Regions from separate parts of the Gossypium arboreum genome. Here region 2 is linked to region 1. The links are chromatin contacts, called in public Hi-C maps. All regions are on one chromosome and are shown on one strand. Each heading gives the region's core, a stretch centred on a gene start, on an enhancer-like site or on the middle of the called end of the contact. The rest is flanking DNA. Distances are from core to core; before and after follow the strand shown. Region 1 holds the start of LOC108469150 (L-lactate dehydrogenase B-like). Region 2 holds the start of LOC108468154 (NADH dehydrogenase [ubiquinone] 1 beta subcomplex subunit 8, mitochondrial-like).

Evidence for each region. A called contact is a pair of places that touch in the nucleus more often than the background predicts.
Region 2: a contact with region 1 is called in a Hi-C map of leaf, with 2.4 times the contacts expected there. The contact joins the promoter of LOC108468154 here to the promoter of LOC108469150 in region 1. A contact is called at or near these places in 2 of 5 Hi-C or Micro-C datasets (both in leaf).

The regions. Positions count from the first base shown.
Region 1 is chr8:12,724,497-12,727,490 of ASM2569848v2, reverse strand. It overlaps LOC108469150 (L-lactate dehydrogenase B-like), which reads right to left and starts at 1,633. Exons shown (of 5, transcript XM_053017954.1): 1 at 1,422-1,633; 2 at 973-1,145; 3 at 791-853; 4 at 1-708.
Region 2 is chr8:12,854,047-12,856,847 of ASM2569848v2, reverse strand. It overlaps LOC108468154 (NADH dehydrogenase [ubiquinone] 1 beta subcomplex subunit 8, mitochondrial-like), which reads right to left and starts at 1,253. Exons shown (of 4, transcript XM_017769026.2): 1 at 1,028-1,253; 2 at 840-926; 3 at 619-714. The coding sequence starts at 1,165.

The DNA.
Region 1 (2,994 bases), core at 384-2,883:
TGCTTGGAAGGATCTATATTCATTAAAAGAAGATGGTGGCCTAGGTTTCCAAAATCTTGACAAATTTAATATTGCGTTATTAGCTAAGCAGGGTTGACGTCTTATTAATTTTCTCAATTCTTTATTTGCTCGAGTTTTGAAAGCAAAATATTATCTAAACTCGAATTTTTTTAATGCTCAATTAGGGAATTTACCTTCGCTTACCTGAAAGAGCGTCTGGGCAGCAAAAAGACTCCTGGAGAAAGGCCTATGTTGGAGGGTTGGTATGGGGGACCGAATTTCTGTTTGGGATGATCTATGGATTTCGGGAGATGAAGCAAACAGATTACAGATATAATTGTTAATACCTTTAATGCGGATATTGTAAAGAAAATTATGTGGATCCCTTTGGCGGAGACAATACACGATGAATTCCAAGTGTGGAGAGGAGAACCGTCTGGCGATTTCTCAGTTAGAAGCCCCTATAAACTATTACAGGAGACTAATTCGGATCCTAGTAATAATATATACAGGCTGAGACTAAAGATTTTTACAGAAAAGTATGGAATTTATACATCCCTTCGAAAGTTACAATAATAGTATGGAGAATCTCCTGAAATTATGTTCCTACTTTAGCTAATCTCAAGCATAAAAAAGTGGTTGTGGAAGCTCATTGTCCTCGGTGTCGTCACTATGGAAAAGATAGTAACCATATATTTCGGCAGTGTCCTACAACAATGGAGGTATGGATGTACTTAAACCTTTTCTGGGTACTTAATAATGTCATTCAAAGCATGTGGGAGTGGCTTACCTAGGTTTTTAGTCGGGGGACTAGCGAACAGTGTCGTCTTTTCTGTTGCGGACTTTTGTTAATCTGGACATATAGAAATTGGTTAATCTATGAAAGGAAAAGTACGATGGGTAGGTACATTTCAAAAAAAAAAATTATAGTTATATTTCTGAGTTGGATGGCATAGAAAAGAAGAAACTCACCTTAAAAGTATATAGAAGCCATAAATATGTCGATAGGAGAACAAGTGTGGCAATTTACTTTGACGTAGCCTTCGACCAGCAATCTTGCAGATTTGCTTCGGGAATAGTAGTACGAGATGTGGGGGGTGAGATCTTGGCATAAAATACGGTTCTCCACTTCAATGTAGCATCTCCTTTTGCAGCGGAGGCATATGCAGGATTACAAGCCATGCCATTAGGAATTTCTATGGGTTTTAGTATTTTTGAAATAGTGGGAGATTCAAGAACTATAATAAAGAAATGCCAAATTATAGATTTCGACAGATCGGTTATTGGAACACTTATCAGAGATATTCACAGCAAAAAGGTCCATTTTCAAGAGATTTGAGTTTCATTTTATCCCTAAAATAGAGAATACATACGCCCATATTCTTGCGAAAAAGACACTAAAAAAGGGTGAAGGCCATTACTTGCTGGGTGATGTTCCAGGTTATGTTCGTCGCGCACTGGAGAAAAGTTGGCCAAGGCTACCAGACTGAAAAAGGAAAGTAGGCCTTCGTTGGAAATAGGTAGCAGAAGACTAAAAGATTTTTTGAAACCTACTATCATCAAAAGCTGGGACGGTGATATGAAAGGACACTGAGTTATAGTGTCTAGCTGTTGATTTCGATTGGTATAGGATAGGATTAGGTTTCCTTTTTTTGTTTCATTCATTTTAAATTTCATGGGCCAATTCTGTGCAGATTTGGGTCCTGTTGCTTTGTTCTTGTTTTAATTAGCTTTCTTTACTGGACTTAAGTCTAGTGCTATTGAAACTATTTGTTTTATTAAGGTTTAAGATTTTATAAAAGTCCAGTCCAATTTTCAAAAAAAAATTTACTCAAGTTTAATATTATTATATTAATAATAAATTTTATTTTTAAAAAATTAAAATTAAATAAAATATTAATACAAATTGTTAAAATTTTAATATTACTAAACATAAATATTTAATTATTTATAGATAATCATATAATAAATTATTATTGATATTAATAATTTATTATTTAATATTTCAATTTTATTTTAATAATAAATTTTTAAATAATATTTTTGAAAAATATTCAATATTAATATTTTAATAATAAATATTTATTACATTTATAAATATATTAATAATAAATATTTTGTAGTATAAAGGTTAAACTATCATAAGTCTATGTAATCTTCACAAATTAGAATTTTGTCCTGTAATTTTATTTTCAAAATTTAACCCTCTACTTTTCAGATTTAAAAATCAAGTCAATTGTTAATATTGTTATTTTTTGTCAATTTTGTTGATGTCACTAATTTTAAATAAAAATACTTAGTATTCATGTAACTAAAAAATGATGTTATAATGGATATGAATTTAACAAAATATTTTTAATAATACTAACAACCTGAACCTGAATTTTGATATCTAAAAGTGAGATTAACCCAAAAATAAAAGTACATTAACTAAAATTTAAATTTATGAAGAGCTCAAGGACTTATAACATATTTTAACCTAGTATAAAAATATGAATATTTTAATTAAATAAATTTGAGTATTTATTTAAATAATGCTTAGCTTCATTTATCCCTTATAACTTTAATGTGATAATATGTACTCTTATATATGTAATATATGTATTTAAATTAAGTTTTAATTAAGCATTATTTATTATTAAGTTGACATATAACATTGATTATTACAAAATATTTTCTTATTATAAAAGAAATTTCGATTGGTAAAAGGAAATTGCACTATAATATTTTATAACAAATATATTTACCTCGTGTTTTTTACAAAGAATAATGTAAAATATTAATTTATAGGTATAAAATAAACTCAATTAAATAATAATAATAATAAGAAAATCTCAAATATATGATTGTTTCATTACACACACATCAATTCACGACACATCAAACCATCTTCAGTAGGGACAACTTGCCTTTCGCAACCCACATAGCATAGAATTTTTATAACTCAAAGGAAACAAAAAGGAACTCACTAGAAGCTTCAAGACAAAATATACT
Region 2 (2,801 bases), core at 4-2,503, 130 kb before region 1:
AGGCTAGAGTCCTCTAGCATGAAATATCTTCCATCCTAAAGCAGGTAGTTCACATATCCCCCTATTCTGGGATAATGACTCACTCGAGCTTGAAGTTCAAAATTTCTCAGCTTAAAACATGAGTGACATTATGGTACCTTTTGATCCGGTCACTATCCTACATTCCTATTTTCCCAATTTCAAACATATCCAAAACACCACTAAGCTACAAATATTAATATTACATGAACACGTTAAAAAAACTATAAGGTAGCATTTGGGGTCTTGGGTTTCAAACTTTGGATTTGAATTTCGAGAATAGTGCAAATTGAGTGATAATACACATACAAATATATTACTCATGATTGTTTCTCAAATCCCTGGATTTGTTGGATGCCTAGTAGTGAATTTGAAATTCCCAAGGAATTTAACAAATTCATGCTTTTTATACTTTCCAAAAACGCATTATATTGAAATTCATCTAATTTATTCATAATATATACAATTCATTCTCACAATTTATATAGCAAATGAAATCCAAATCCAAGAGTTTCAATTTCATATTCCCAAATGCAGCATAAAGAAAATTGAATTGAACTAAGGCAAAGTCAACTAATCAAGTCAGAGATTTGAACTCACGAATGGAATCTTGGAGGCCTTATCATTCCACCAAGCCAAAAATCCCAACGATGCAAAGAAGCTCAAGCCTCCACACATCCAAGCTAATGCCTCATACTACTCCCAGAAAAATGAAACATAGGAACAAGAACAGAGAAAAAAAAAAGAGTAATTTCTTCAAATAATCCAAAATCCCACTACCATAAAACGCAAATGAACATTTAAATAGAGAACTTACTTACCTTTCCGACGGTATCAGCGATTCGATCAATACAAGGTTCTGGAAATGCAGTTCCATTGTCCCAAATTAGCTCGTCATTTACAGGAAGCTGAAAGGTTCCAGCAGGAGTAAAATTGTAGGGTTTTGGGTTAGTCTTTTTAATGATTTTAACTGAATAGATCTGAAGAATTATGAAGTGATTGAGCTTACGGGCTTGTCGGGAACGATATGTTTGCCGACAGGGAGACCCATACCGGAACGGAGTCGAAAAGAAGAGGCGACGGAGCGCGATACGACGCCAGTTCCGCCCATTATACGTGACGCTACGTTGCTCAATCTTCCTGCCATTTCTTTTCTCCTCGGAACTTTCTGCAGAACCAAACTCTGGTTTCTGTATTAATATTTAGCTATGACTAATTCCAATGGGCCATTTGCCCACGATAGGGATAGATAAATGATATTCAAACGATAAACAAAACGTAATGGATTCGAAGCCGAAGCCCATCAATATGGACCTATGGAAACCTTTTTAGTGTCAAAATTGTGATATTTTAACTTGTTCAAATATCAGGTTTTAGGTTTGATTTTCACATTACATAAACTGTTCTGTTTCTAAATATATTCTAGTCGTCCAAATTTATTTTGATTCAAACCCAAATATATTCTAGATATTTGGAGCTGTGAGTCTATTTGTATTCATAATTTTTTAAGTACATATTACAAATTGAAGGGAAAACACGACAATAGATTTTAAACTTTAGTCTTTTGACGGTGAACAAAGGACTTAATCACTATTCATTAACGCTTTAAAAATTTTAAATATATTTTTTTCAAAAACTTAGTTTAAGATAAATATTTAACTTGACTTTGAAATTAAGCCTCTTTCGTCTCAAGGTCCTCCAACACTTAACCTCGACCTTAGATCTTGCAAGTTTCTATTATCACCCAAAGTTTCCCTTTATCTTGAAACCACATACAAATGTATTTAAATTCCTTCAACCCTGAGGGGTTTAAAGAGTCCATAACCTCTTTAAGGTCCTCATATAATCCATCGGTGCTTAAGACGTCAATCTCTTAAAATTTTTATATCTCTTCATTTTTATTAACCTCGTAGTTATAGCTCCCTAAGAGGAGTTTGAGGAGTTCATGTGGCACATCCATGATTGTCCCTTGCATTTCATAGACTCGTCATCATAAGATACCCCAAGTAGCAACGATCTTTTCCTCCAAAAAGTTTGAATGCCCCACTCATGCTCCCTTTATGATCACCTTGGTACTTGACACACTGATCCTTAAGGCCTTCGTAATCTTTCCCCCAATTTACTCAAAGGTTTCAATCCTCAAAAACCAATAGGAGTCTAAGGAGCATTCAAGCCACCTATAGAGTCCCATCGATACAAGAAAAGATGTGAGTGTAGGGGTATGATGAGCAAATGCTTATATATTTTAAGTCTTAATTCCCTCACATTTGCATTGTTCTTAATTAATTTTTAGTTAGTTTTGTATAAATAGGTCCATTTTTCCATTAGCTATTGAAAAAAATTAGTTTTAAGTTATTCTTAATGTTTTTGTGTTCTTGAGTTACAAAGCTTTTCCAAAGTCTTCTTGTAGACATTAGATTGAGTTCAAGAGAAAAAAAAAGCATATTCGAAAGAGGTGGAAAAAGGAAAAAGCTGGAAAATGCAAAAAGTCTGAATCTATTTGCAAATAATTCACTTTACATAAACACAAAAAGTAAGAATATGTTCTACTTTTCGTCAGTACTCGAGTTTCAAATTTGTGATATTTATTAAATTAATTAGGCTTTTGGTCTTTTCCGCTCTAGCTTGAGATCTTGCCTTAGAAAAGCCTTGTAAATGGTAGAAGCATGTTGGATTCCTTAGGTTGCCTTAAACTTTTGATTACGTTTTCTTAGGTTAGAAAGTATAGAAAGTTTGGAGAGTTTGGTTTAGTAGTTTTTATTTGTTTTTAGTTTTGTAATAAT